Linked DNA regions of Bos taurus: region 1 is linked to region 2. A link is a contact called in public Hi-C data. All regions are on one chromosome and are shown on one strand. The core of a region is the stretch at or near the end of the contact, and the rest is flanking DNA. Distances in the headings are between cores, read along the strand shown.

Region 1 (6,571 bases), core at 3,547-6,046, 65 kb after region 2:
AAAATAATGAAGAAAAGGATGCCCTCTCCCTTTGAGTCTCCTTAGCAGATGTTGTTAAGCACATATTCTCTTCTGCTTGTATCCCAATGGGAAGAATCTAGTCTCATGATTCTACCAAGGTGCACAGAAGTCTGGGAAATATAGTTGTGTCTGGATAACATGTGCCCAGTTTAAAATTAGGTATTCTATTTGTATAGAAGAGAAGCCAAGACAGTGAGGGGCAGCTAACATTCCCTACCACCCCGGCCTCAAAGAGTTTCTTGGGCCCTAGTTAACCCAGTAAATGCAGAATACTTCCCATTTGCCCCAGAGAGGCACGTGTGTGCATGCTAAGTCACTTCAGTCATATCCAATTCTTTGCAACCCTATAAACTACAGCCCATCAGGCTCCTCTCTCCATGGGATTCTCCAGGCAAGAATACTGGGGTGGGTTGCCACGCCCTCTTCCAAGGGATCTTTCCGACCCAGGGATTGAATCCATGTCTCCTGCATCTAATTCACTGACAGCAGATTCTTCACTCACTGAGCCACCAGGGAAACCCCCAAGAGAGGCACAGATATGGCCAAAAAGTCACTGCCTTCTAAGGGAGCCCTGCAAGAAGGAATGAACTGGGCAGACAACTACAGACCAGATGGGTGTCTGAGGAGATGCCAGTTTGAGTAGATAATGACTGAGGTCCAGACGCCCTCCACTATCACGGCTGTTGGCTGGCATCATAGAGGCCTGCAAAACCTGTTTCTGCACAGCTTCAAGACTGAAGAAAGAACCTGGAGTCATTGATAGAGATATCAATGGTTTAATGCAGGAGGAGCTTACATATCTGAAGCAAAGTTCTGGAGCGACACCCTACTATGTACAGCACATGGCAGGCCGGATGAGGCGGCAGACTTCACTCCTGGAGGCAGGAGAGATTAGGGGGAATTATGTCAGGTTAGCTCATCAGTTACTAGGGAAAGCAGGTGAGGGGGCAACCCCCTATTGGCCCTTTGATAAATATACTAAAAGGTTCTGATCTAAAGCTAGAACGATCATTCTCTTGGGGCATGGGACAAGTTGTAGAAAGGCCAATCATATGAGTAGGACATAGGCAAAGCATGCAATTGTCGAGCAGGGAATGTACACAGAGCAAGAGAACAGCCATCTTGAATGATCCAACCATACAATGGCATATGCAAGCCCTTCTACCAACCCATAGATGAGATCCAAGAAAACAGAGGAAACCCGTTAGTTTTTTTGTGTTTTTTTTCGTGTGTGTGTGTGGCTCAGATGGTAAAGAATTTGCCTGTAATGCAGGAGACCCAGGTTCAATTCCTGGATCAGGAAGATCCCCTGGAGAAGGGAATGGCTACCCAGTCCAGTATTCTTGCCTAGAGAATCGTATGGACAGAGGAGCCTGGTGGGCTACAATCCATAAGGTCGCAAAGAGTCAGACACAACTGAGTGCCTAACACTTTCACTACTTTTCTTTCACATTAGCTTAGATCATGTTTCTACTCCCTTAGTGAAATGAGGATTATGGTGGCCACTAGGGCTATTGGCTGATATTCGGTTCTCCTCCTCTTGAGTAGATAGTAGGATTTGCATTTCCCTGCCCCTTTGAAGTTAGCTGTCATCATGTGAAATACTTTGCCCAATGATATTTGAGCACAAGTGAGATGTATCTTGTCTAGACTGAAGAGTGAGTTCATGATGGTTAATTTTATGTGCCAACTTGGCTGGGCCGTGGACCCCAATTTTTGATCAAACATAAGTCTAGATGTTGCTATAAATGTATCTTTTAGATGTGAGTAACATTTAAATAAGCAGACTTTGAGTACAACAGATAATCCTTCATATGTGGGTAGGCCTTATCCAATTAGCCAAAGGCTTTAAGAGAAAAAGACTAAGGTCCCCTAAGGAAAAAAGAATTCTGCCTCCAGTGTGCTGTGTGTTAAGTTACTTCAGTCTTGTCTGAATTTTTGTGACCCCACAGACTGTAGCCCCCCAGACCCCTCTGTCCGTGACATTCTCCAGACAAGAATACTGGAGTGGATTGCCATGCTCTCCTCCAGGGGATCTTCCTGACCCAGGGGTCAAAATCACGTCTCATATGTCTCCTGCATTGGCAGGTGGATTCTTTACCACTAGCGCTACCTGGGAAGCCCACCTGCCTCCAGAATTATAACATCAACTTTTCCCTAGGTCTCCAATCTGCCCTGAAGATTTCAGGTTTTCTAGCCCCTGCTATTGTGTGAGGCAATTCCCTAAGGTAAATTTTCTCTGTGTCTGTCTCTGTCTCTCTCTGTACACACACACACACACACACATACACACACACACACACACACACACATGTTCTATTGGTTTTGTTTCTCTAGAGAACCCTGAATAATGCAAAGCCTATGTGTAATTTGTCACATTTTCCTTTTTTCTCGCCACATTAACCTTGGAAGCACGTGTAGAGATGAGGTCTCCAGCCTGGATCCCTAAGTGACAATAGCAAGTCTAGTCCCTCTGCCAACCCACAGGGGACAGGGAACATAATCAAGAAATAACCTCCATTCTGCTAAGCCACGGAGATGTGGGGACTGTTTGTAGTCACAGCACAATCTACTCTATAGACCAAGGAGGCAAAATAGAAATTAGGGTGATTTAGATTTGTTAGGGGAAGCCCACTGATTGAAACTGCCCACCCTGGCCAGGCACCATAGTATGCATTAGCATGAGTTATTTTACGACAAGAGGTCCTGGTAAGGAATAAGGAACTAACAAGCCACTACCAACCAAAATAATTCGGGAAAGGTCAAAAGGAGACATCACGTGTCCTTTCACCTCCCAGAATCCTTCTTGCTGGCATCCATCCTGGCTGAGCAATGCGTACACCACCAGGAAGGACCCTGAGTCATAATGATCAGTCAAAGACAATCTGGAAACTAATCCTATCACCATAAAACCTGAGATGCAAGCCACCTGGCACAGCAGTTCTCCTGGGTCGCCTTACTTTACTGCTCCCCACCTGTATGCCCCTTTCCAATAAAGTCTCTTGCTTTGTCAGCATGTATGTCTCCTTGGACAATTCATTTCCAGAGTGTTAGACAAGAGCTCACTCTCAGTACTACTTCTCATTTCTTCTGGCTAGGATTATTCCAGGGCTTGAAGCAGCTCTTGGCGTTTTCCCTGCTAAGAATGTCCCTGGAATCAATGTCTTATTCCCTCTTTTCTACCCTCATTAAGCTTTCCTGGCTCTAAAAGTCCTCTTCCTCTCAATTCAGTAAAAATGTTTCCTTTTCTTCTTAGTGTGAGAGATCACAATTATGCAGTAAGAGGTAATAAGCAAATTCCCTCCAATGTGTGAATAGAAGCTTCATTTTCCCAGGGGGATTTGCATTTGAAAAGGAGATTTTAAAACAAAACAAAAATCCCGCACAAATGAAGCTATACTTGGTGAAATTCCAGGAAGCATGATTAAGTGAGATTTCCCGTAGTAAGGGAGACATTTGGGAACAAGAGGACTTTTTCACAGGTGCTCTGCAGAAGGTACCAATTTTGTTGGATTTTATTTTCTGGAATTTCTGGGTGCTTCTGAGTACTGGAGAACAAAAATTCCTCAGGGATGCTTCAGAGCAACTTCCTGTACTGTCCAATAATCCCCATTTCTCCTTCCAAACGCTTCCCAATGACCAGCCACAGCCAGACCTAACAGGCTCACAGCCTCTCCTGGCATCCTTAGGTCAAGCTGCCAGCCCCTTTGTTTTCCACAGGGAGCAGCTTCCTGAGAGACGTGACTTTTACCCAAAGATGGCTGGATAGCATCACTGACTCGATGGACATGAGTCTGAGTGAACTCTGGGAGTTGGTGATGGACAGGGAGGCCTGGCGTGCTGCGATTCATGGGGTCGCAAAGAGTCGGACACGACTGAGCGACTGAACTGAAGGTCCCTGAAATCCAATACACAAATATCCCTAGGTGTCACATGTCCCCCTCTTATATCACTCCAGGATGCCTACCTCTCATCTCAAAAGTAATGTACATTCACAAGAAATCAACTAGGCAACTTGTTTAAAAACATAGATTCAGAGATTTAGCTTCTGATTCAATAGGTTGGGATGCAGTCCAGAAAGCCACATTTTCACAAGCCCCCATGTGGTTCAGATGAACGCGGTAGGCTGACTACACTCCGTGAAATGGAGCCCCAGGGAGATGGGGTGAGCTGTGCGCACCGCCCGCTCTCCTGAATTCCCGGTGAACTCGTTTCTAGTCAGCTCCGAGTTTGTGTCTATTTGATGGAGCCAGGCCATCTGCTCACAACCTTAAAACAAAACAAACAAAACAAACAAAAGATGGAGTGTTGCTTCCAGGAATTTCTGTGCCATTTTTCTTTTTTTCTTTTTTTTTTCCGTTTACAAGAGGATACGTCTTTTTGTGTGTGATTTAATTTTTCACGACAAAAATGAGGACAAATGGTGGTCTCCTCCCTCACTCATTTTTTGCCATATTCGCAGAGGACTTAAAAGTTAACACGTGAGAAAGAAGCAACCACCTCCAAGAGCTCTCAGTTGAAAGTTGGGATTATCAAGAGTCAAATGGAAAAAAAAAAAAAAGTTAAATAACATTTGTTAATACACTGTTTTTAGAAACCTGTTTTAGAGCCACTAGCCATAGGGCAGAAACCAATTTTCAAAAATATAACCCAACTGGCCAATTGAAGAGTTAATTTCTTTGGCCTCGGGGAAGAGGCCTCTGAGTCCCCCGCACTTGGAAGTAATTAGTCCTCCCCATCCCCCAACACCACCCGGCTCCCGCCCAGACCCAAGCTGGGTCTCTGCCCTAAATGCGTGTGCCCCCTGGTGGTTTGAAGGTAAACTACAACGTACCTCAAAGGGAAGGAGAAAATCCGGAGTCTGAATATCCTTGCATTTCCGCACTCCATACCCATACAGAGATTTTTCAGGGACAGGTCTGCAGGTGAATCAGATGCTGTCATAGTTCTGGTGGCATCCTCACACTTCATTCTACACACCTCATTGTGGGTACGTCGCAAACGCAGACGTGCCGCAACCCCTTAAAAGCACAGTTTCTGCCTGGCCCAACGCTGTACACTGAACCAGGCCAAGCCACCAGTGCCTGTCACAGAAAGCACTCCGTAAAAATCAAGTCCACCGACTTCCCCGGCAGTCCAGGGGTTAAGACTCTACACTTTAACTGCAGAGTGCCAGGGTTCAACTCCTAAGCAAGAAATAATAAAAATAGGCCTCTGGACCTTCAAAAAGGGCTTCAGGCTTTCAGCCAGACACTTGACTCACCTGTGAGACTCATTTTACATTATATGGATTTATTCTATTTTTTTAAAAAATCCAATACAACATACAAAAGTCACTGTTGTTAATTTGGAGCATGTCCTTCCAGAACTTTCTACAATGTACTTACATATATAGCTGTACATGGACAAATATAGAGAATTATAAGCTTATGGAGCTTTTCCTAAAAAACAGGATCATATAGTACCTGATTTCTTTTATAGCATGATTTTTTAAACTAATAATAGGATTTCTTCAATCAAATCTTTCTATATGAAGCCATTTAGTTATTTTTAACTCTGTATACTATTCTATGCAGAGGCTCCCCCAGGGTTTCCCCAGTGACTCAGTGATAAAGAATCAGCCTGCAATTCAGGAGACACAAACTCAATCCCTGGGTTAGGAAGATCCCCTGGAGAAGGACATGGCAACCCACTCCATTATTTTTGCCTGGGAAATGCCATTTACAGAGGAGCCTGGTGGGATACAGTCCACAAGGTTGCAAAAGAGTTGGACACGACTGAGAGACTAAACAAGAGCAACAAACTACTATTCTATAGTATTGGGAGTTCAGAAAGCCAAAATAATATTCCTTTCTTTTTGTCCTAAGTCTGGGCTCAGTGGAGAAAGAAGGTAATAAAGGAGCCAAGAATATACAGTGAGGAAAGGATGGCCTCTTCAATAAATGGTGTCAGTCAGTCTTGTCCAGCTCTTTGCGACCCCATGGACTGTAGCCCATCAGACTCTTCTGTTCATGGGGATTCTCCAGGCAAGAATACTGGAGTGGGTTGCCATGTTCTCCTCCAGGGGGTCTTCCCAACCCAGGGATCTAACCCAGGTCTCCCACATTGCAGGCAGATTCTTTCCCATTTGAGTCACCAGGGAAGTCCTTTTTTTTTTTTTTTTTTTTTAAAGAAAACACATATAAGTGACATCATGCAGCATTTGTCTTTCTCTGTTTGGCTTATTTTACGTAGCATAATGCCCTCAAGTCCCATCCATATTGTCACAAACGGCAGGATTTCCTTCTATCTCATGACTGAGTAATATTCCTGTGTGTGTGTCTATATATACATCTATTCATATAAATATATATCTCCATTCATCTATTGATGGATAGATACTTCACTTGTTTCCATATACTGGCTGGGGAGTCAAATTTATAGAAACAGAGGGCAGAAACATGGTTACCCGGTAATAGAGAGAGATTGGTAAAAGGGTAGAAACTTTCAGCTATAAGATGAATAAGGTCTGAGGACCTAATGTAAAACAGGTGACTATAGTTGGTATACG
Region 2 (7,076 bases), core at 3,923-6,422:
CAACAAAGGTCCGTCTAGTCAAGGCTATGGTTTTTCCTGTGGTCATGTATGGATGTGAGAGTTGGACTGTGAAGAAGGCTGAGAGCCGAAGAATCGATGCTTTTGAACTGTGGTGTTGGAGAAGACTCCTGAGAGTCCCTTGGACTGCAAGGAGATGCAACCAGTCCATTCTGAAGGAGATCAGCCCTGAGATTTCTTTGGAAGGAATGATGCTAAAGCTGAAACTCCAGTACTTTGGCCACCTCATGCAAAGAGTTGACTCATTGGAAAAGACTCTGATGCTGGGAGGGATTGGGGGCAGGAGGAGAAGGGGACGACAGAGGATGAGATGGCTGGATGGCATCACTAACTCGATGGATGTCTCAGTGAACTCCAGGAGTTGGTGAAGGACAGGAAGGCCTGGCGTGCTGCGCTTTATGGGGTCGCAAAGAGTCGGACACGACTGAGCAACTGATCTGATCTGATCTGATCTGATAGACTCATTATCTTGCCTGGAAAATCCCATGGACGGAGGAGCCTGGTAGGCTGCTGTCCATGGGGTCACGAAGAGTCAGACACAACTGAGCGACTTAACTTTCACTTTTCATTTTGATGCATTGGAGAAGGAAATGGCAACCCACTCCAGTATTCTTGCCTGGAGAATCCCAGGGACAGGGGAGCCTGGTGGGCTGCCATCTATGGGGTCGCACAAAGTCGGACACGACTGAAGCGCCTTAGCAGCAGCAGCATTCTCAAAAAGAGCCAACAGTCCATGAAAATCGATAGAGTTCCCAATTCAAACAGTAGAGGGCAGTCATGTTCCTTGAAGTGAAGTGAAGTGAAAGTGGCCAACTCTTTGGGACCCCATGGACTATACAGTTTGCGGAATTCTCCAGGCCAGAATACTGGAGTGGGTAGCTGTTCCCTTCTCCAGGGGATCTTCCCAACCCAGGGATTGAACCCAGGTCTCCCGCATTGCGGAAGATTCTTTACCAGCTGAGCCACCCCCTCGTTCCCTAAACCCAACACTGGAGTGGGTAGCCTATCCCTTTGCAGGCTGGTGGAGCTTCCAGACTCAGGTGGATTTTCCTGACCCAGGGAATGCAGGGGTCTCCTGCACTGCAGGCAGGTTCTTTACCAACTGAGCTATCAGGGAAGCTCCTTAGTTCCTTAGTGGAAGGTATAAATTATTACTGTTTTACCAAATTATATGATACTAGGCAAAATAAAATGTATATATTTATGTACACAAACTTAAAGAGTGGATTCATCTAATGGAAGTACTTGCATGATTAATGGTACTATTTGGGATAAATAGCAAAAATTAGCTCACTAAGCAATTACTCTTTTTATCAGTTCTGTATAGTCCCTGTAGACTGGTGCATTCCCTGCACGTAAAAGCTCAGTAAAGAATCTGTTAAATCAATGTGTTCAAATGATATACTGTGTGCAAATTAAAAACTAAAAGACATTTCCTTCTCAAATATAGCTATGCATGCTCTTTGAAGCTTTTTTCAATCTTCCAAGCGAAATTATGATATGTATTTCAAGATTCTCATAGAAGCTCTCTTTTAACTAATACTATTAACTGAGCTCAGAACACAACTATGTAAGCTACTAGAAGATAAAGGACAGTTCTGTGTGGAAGAAGCCCTCACTACAGTGTGAGATGCTCAGTTAAGCAGAATGCACAGTTAAGCTTACAGCACAATTATCATCTAATGCAGAAAAACTCTTTTCTATCAAAATGGGTAATTTCATGCTAGCTTTGCTGAGTGCTGATTTAACTAAAAGGAGAGGATCAGAGTAAATAACATTCTAATTTAAAATGTACCAAGCCAAATTTTATGTAATCTTCAGAGGCTGGATAAACAAGGCTAAGAAGACTATCAAACCGATACCTGTTTTCAAAAAGTTCATATAATATGGCTCAACTACTATACAGAATGGGCTTCCCAGGTAGAAAATCTGTCTGCTAATGCAGGTAGAAAATCTGCCTGCGAATGCAGGAGACTCAAGTTTGATTCCAGGGTAGAGAAGATCCCCTGGAGGAGGAAATGGCAACCCACTCCAGTATTTTTGCTTAGAAATCCCATGGACAGAGGAGCCTGGTGGGCTACAGTCCATGGGGTTGCAGAGAGGCAGACATGACTTAGAATGCACAAGCACTATAAAGAATACCTACAGTTGAAGAAGCCTACTAAGCAATAGCTAATAGTGGCTTTGGCCTAAACTTAGTGCTATTCCCCCGGGGTCTAAGGTAGTGGTTGTAAGGCTCCTAAAAAGCCTCAACAGGAAACTTTGAAGTCAGAAAACTTGCTCAAGTCTGACTTCAGGGCGTGGCCTGCATGTATACCACAAGCATCTAGGCATTTCAGTCAAGTGGGTCAGGGGCCACCTGCACTTTCAGAAACATCCATCCAGGCTCTCATTTTAGGGTTCCGATACACTTTGCTGTCCTTCAGAACCAATACTGCTGAATTAAGTATCACAAAAACAACCTGGTGTAGTAATAGTCACCTTTTTGTCAACTTCACTGTCAGAATCGCTACCAGAAGAGCTTGAAGAAACAAGTTCCTTTGACTTAGGCATTCTGAAAGAAAAATACATTATGTAAATAATTCATAAACTTTTTCATTACCTTCAACTTAACTCTCCCCCAAAGAGTCAAGAAGTTCCACAGTTCATTCCACCACTGTGTGGCACTGGAGTTGTTACACTGAGCACATGCTATAGAAGTTATGCTCTAATCTAAAGCTCTTCCATGTTGAAAATAACATGCAGAGGGAAGAGTTCTAAACCCAGCAAGGAACTAAATGTCATACACATCTCATACTCCTACATCTCTTTCTTTCTCAAAGTCAGTGGGTCTTTTCATACTTCATTTTAGCAGGGTTAGATGCTTATGGATAAGAGTTAGATGTTTACAGATAGAGTAAATTGCAAAGAGACAGCTGACAGCAATCATTGTCAAACCAGGAAGAAATATGAACAATTCTCAGTATTGCTTTATATTTCCTACCAATGAGACTTACATACAATTATTCATTGCAGGAATTAATCCCAATGTACACATAGCATGGTGGACAACTGTACTATATAGCTGTCTGTATCTAATTAGTTTTACCATTATAATCATACTTTTCATGTTCTGTATAGGTTAATTTTTTCGTTTTGACCATTCCAATCAAACGAGCAAGTTCTGATTCAAAGTTATACATAATTAATGTTCACTTACATTTCACACTGATTTTCTACTCTGAAATATAACTAAAATTTGAAGAACCTGCTTACGGGAGGGGTAAATCCTTTCCTCCAATTCCTTCTATGACCCTAGTTCCCTAGATTTTGGATATCCCCCCAGACAGAGGTACATAGGCTAGTGTCTTCCCTGTGGAGTTTACAGAGTGCTTGAACCTAAAGCAGAGTCTTGTGCCTCTATGTTTCCCAAATTTCAAGGAATTTCATGCTGTACCTCTTTTCAAAGCACTTGTAATACCAAGTGGTAAAACTCCATATATTTTCATAGCAAGTATCTTTTGCTCCCTACACCTCCAATTCAGAAGAGACTGAGCCCTATTAATTTCTATATGCCCTCAAGGGCCCAATATACACAACAGACACTGTAAATGTTTGCTGAATAAATGAGAAAAAAAAAGACTTCAAACAACTATAAATAATTCAACTTTGGACTAAACTTGCATAGCAATGGCATTCAATGTGTCTCACAAGAGGAGGTCAAGGTAAAAGAAATGGGCCATCCCTACTCTAGCCACTAAATTCAAAAAGCTCAAACCATGCCACCCAGCCATGTTGATTTTAACTGGCAATTTCTTGACAACAAGAAGAGTAAATTCAGAGGAGAGCCAGCAACGTTTACAACCACATTTTATACATTAATCCAGTTACTGCTCCACTTTACAGCCTCATCTCCAAAATCAATGTAGTCGTTTCTGTATGCTAGCTGCTAATAATGCCAAGAAGCTTTTTTTTAAGGTAATTAAATTGAACATAACCTATTTTTCACTTTGAAACGGTCAAGCATAACTACACCATCTGCTCATTAAAGGTGCCCGGGGTGGCTAAGATCATTTCAAAGAACCACCTCGTGTTTAACCCAAATAAGTCCCTCCGTCATGAAAACCAGGTAGTGGTAACTAAACTATTCTTTGAACTACTAACAAAATATATTTTCACTTTTACTTAATGAGCCTTTACTGTTCGGGAGCGGGGAGTGGGGACGGCGTGGCTCGTAATTCAGGCAAAGTAACACCGAAAGCGCTCGTGCGGAATATACAGAAATAACAAAAACAGCTTAAAAAAAAAAAAAAAAAGGAAATCGATCTTTGATAAAGGCCTGGGGGAAGAAGGATTAGAAAATAAGAGGTAAAGATAAACCAGAACTAAAGGGCACTAGAATTCGGTACAACACGAGGGTGGTAAGCACCCAAACGGGGGAAGCGGGTCCCGGGATGCCAACAAGCCGCCCGAACCCCGGGACTGGCGATGGCTGGGGCGGTGGGAGACAGGTTGGTCGGAGGGGGCGTAGGAGGCGGCGAAATGCAGAGGAGACGGAGTGGGAAGAGGAGGGACTTGCACCAAGCGCCATTTTCTTCCCTCGAAGAGCTCACTGCCCCCCAACACACCAGCCGTTCACTCCTCCACCCCCGGACTCCACCGCCGCACCCCCGGCCTCCTCCGACCCGGTCCGCTCCCTCCCGCCCCTAGAGCGTCCCTGCTCCGGGGAGAGGATGAGGACCCCAGAGACGCAGGCCCCGCACGCGCCCCCGCCCGGGACCGGGCCGCTGCTGCATTGTCCCGGGGGCGCCCCGGGCCCCTTCCCATGGCTCCTCGGCCCCGCCCGGCCGCACCCGCCGCCCGAGATCGCCTCACGCGCTACCCAGGGGCCGTTCCCGGGAGCCAGCTTCAGGCGCCAAGGGGCCTGAAATGTGTGGGGCTCGTAGTCGGGGACGGAGGAGAGGGTCCGGGAAGGCCGCGGAAGGGAAGGGGGCGATCAGGCAGCGCCGCCATTTCCTGCGGCCGTAGCCGACAAGGAACCCGGGCGTCAGGCGGATAGCGGCCCAGCTGGGAAGGTAGGGGTCGGCTGAGCGGTGCTTCGACGGGTAGGAGTGGGGGCGGGGTCCCGTGCACTCACGCTCCGCTCCAGTAGCCGAATTGCCTCCTGCTCTCTCACTAGCGACTGACAGAGAAACGGAAGTGACGACAGCAGAGAGACGCCGGCCCCGCCCCGCTGAGATTACGCACACGCGATGGGGCGTGGCTTCCTCGCCAAAAACCGACACCGAAACCCTTTCCAGGGCCTTAAAGGGCCCACCCCTCATCCTGAAGTGACACCGGGAAAGATGCAGCGGAGATTGGATTTGACTGTGAGTGAAAGAGGGGACGAATTAAACATGAATGACGAGCACCGATGGTTTTTCCAGTAGTCATGTATAGATGTGAGAGTTGGACTATAAAGAAAGCTGAGCACCGAAGAATCGATGCTTTTGAACTGTGGTGTTGGAGAAGACTCTTCAGAGTCCCTTGGACAGCAAGGAGATCCGACCAGTCCATCCTTAAGGAAATCAGTCCTGAATACTCATTGGAAGGACTGATGCTGAAGCTGAAACTCCAATACTTGGGCCACCTGATGCGAAGAACTGACTCATTTGAAAAAACCCTGATTCTGGGAAAGATTGACGGCGGGAGAAGAAGGGGACGATAGAGGATGAGAAGGTTGGATGGCATCACTGACTCAATGGACATGAGTTTGAGTAAACTCCGGAAGTTGATGATGGACAGGGAGGCCTGGCGTGCTGCAGTCCATGCGGTGGCAAAGAGTCCGACATGACTGAGCGACTAAACTGATGAGCACCGGGCTTTGCACTTGTTCCGTACATGTTTCTTGTATTAAAGTGAAATGTCTGAAAAAAGATCTGAAAAAGTACAACACTTCTGGCCCATTTTCCAAGAAATGATCCTTGCCCACTACCCCCTACTCTGGTATTTGATCCAGGCTGGTAGAATTCAAAGGAAGGAAGCCACAGTCATAACGTTTAATTCCAGAAAGTGCAAAAAAGTCTTCCCAGAAGTCCTTACCACACACCCACACACTTATTCCTAAACTGAAGTTCTGGGAACTCCCTGGAAGTCCAGTGGTTAGGACTTGGCACTTTCACTGCCAGATGCCTGAAGTTCAATCCCTGGTCAGGGAACTAAGATCCTGCAAGTTGTGGGGCAAAAAAAAAAAATGTACCTAAACTGAAGTTCTGCAAATGTGAGTTCACAGAAGGCAAGAGATATCCGTGCCATAAGCAGGAATATGACTCATAGAGTCTTTGAATCTATATTTAATTAATGCCTATTATAGCCAAGAATACATATTCAACACACATTTATCAAGCATCCACTATGTTCCAGGCACTGCAGTGAGGCACTTCACATATAACACTCGTCCTAATAAGCACTTTCCAGTGTAGAAATGATTGTTCTCTCCATTTTATAAAGAAACCAAGGGTTTACAAGGTTAAATGAGTTCTGCTGTAGGTGATACAGAGAATGAGTCATGAGTCAAACCGTGGATGCTGCAGGCTGAGGGAGACCTCAAACACTCTAGCCCACTTCTATGCATGCAACATCAGGCTACATGACTACTTCTTAAAAATGAAATACTTGCTGTCTAGTTCCTTTTATGCAAAGCACAAAAAAAGCAAAAATAATCCATAGCGATCTAGGTCAGGTTAGCCTCAGGGGACTATCACTTGGAGTGAGTATGAAGGAATCTGCTGGGATGCTGAATATATCTTGGTCTGGGTAGTAATTAGATGAGCACTGTTCAATTGCTAAGTCATGTCCGTCTCTGTGACCCCATGGACTGCAGCACTCCGGGCTTCCTTGTCTTTCACTGTCTCCTGGAGTTTGTTCAAACTCATGTCCATTGAGCCGCTGATGCTATCCAGTTCATCCTCTGCTGCCCTCTTCTCCTCTTGCCTTCAATCTTTCCCAGCATCAGGGTCTTTTCCAATGAGTTGGCTCTTCACATCAGGTGGCCAAAGTATTGGAACTTCAACTTCAGCATCAGTGCTTCCAGTGAACTT

The links. A called contact is a pair of places that touch in the nucleus more often than the background predicts.
Region 1: a contact with region 2 is called in a Hi-C map of an unstated tissue, with 4 times the contacts expected there. The contact joins the enhancer-like site here to the promoter of SUB1 in region 2. A contact is called at or near these places in 2 of 11 Hi-C or Micro-C datasets (blood and an unstated tissue).

What each region holds. Positions count from the first base shown.
Region 1 is chr20:41,150,060-41,156,630 of ARS-UCD2.0, forward strand. No RefSeq gene overlaps it. Among named protein-coding and RNA genes, the nearest start is that of TRNAG-CCC, 13 kb to the right of the region's middle. Within about 2 kb of position 4,797, at least 7 of the 102 cell types and tissues checked have an H3K27ac peak or open chromatin away from gene starts, as enhancers often do.
Region 2 is chr20:41,084,515-41,091,590 of ARS-UCD2.0, forward strand. SUB1 (SUB1 regulator of transcription) reads right to left here and starts at 5,173. Exons shown (of 5, transcript NM_001105407.1): 1 at 5,135-5,173; 2 at 2,500-2,572. The coding sequence starts at 2,571.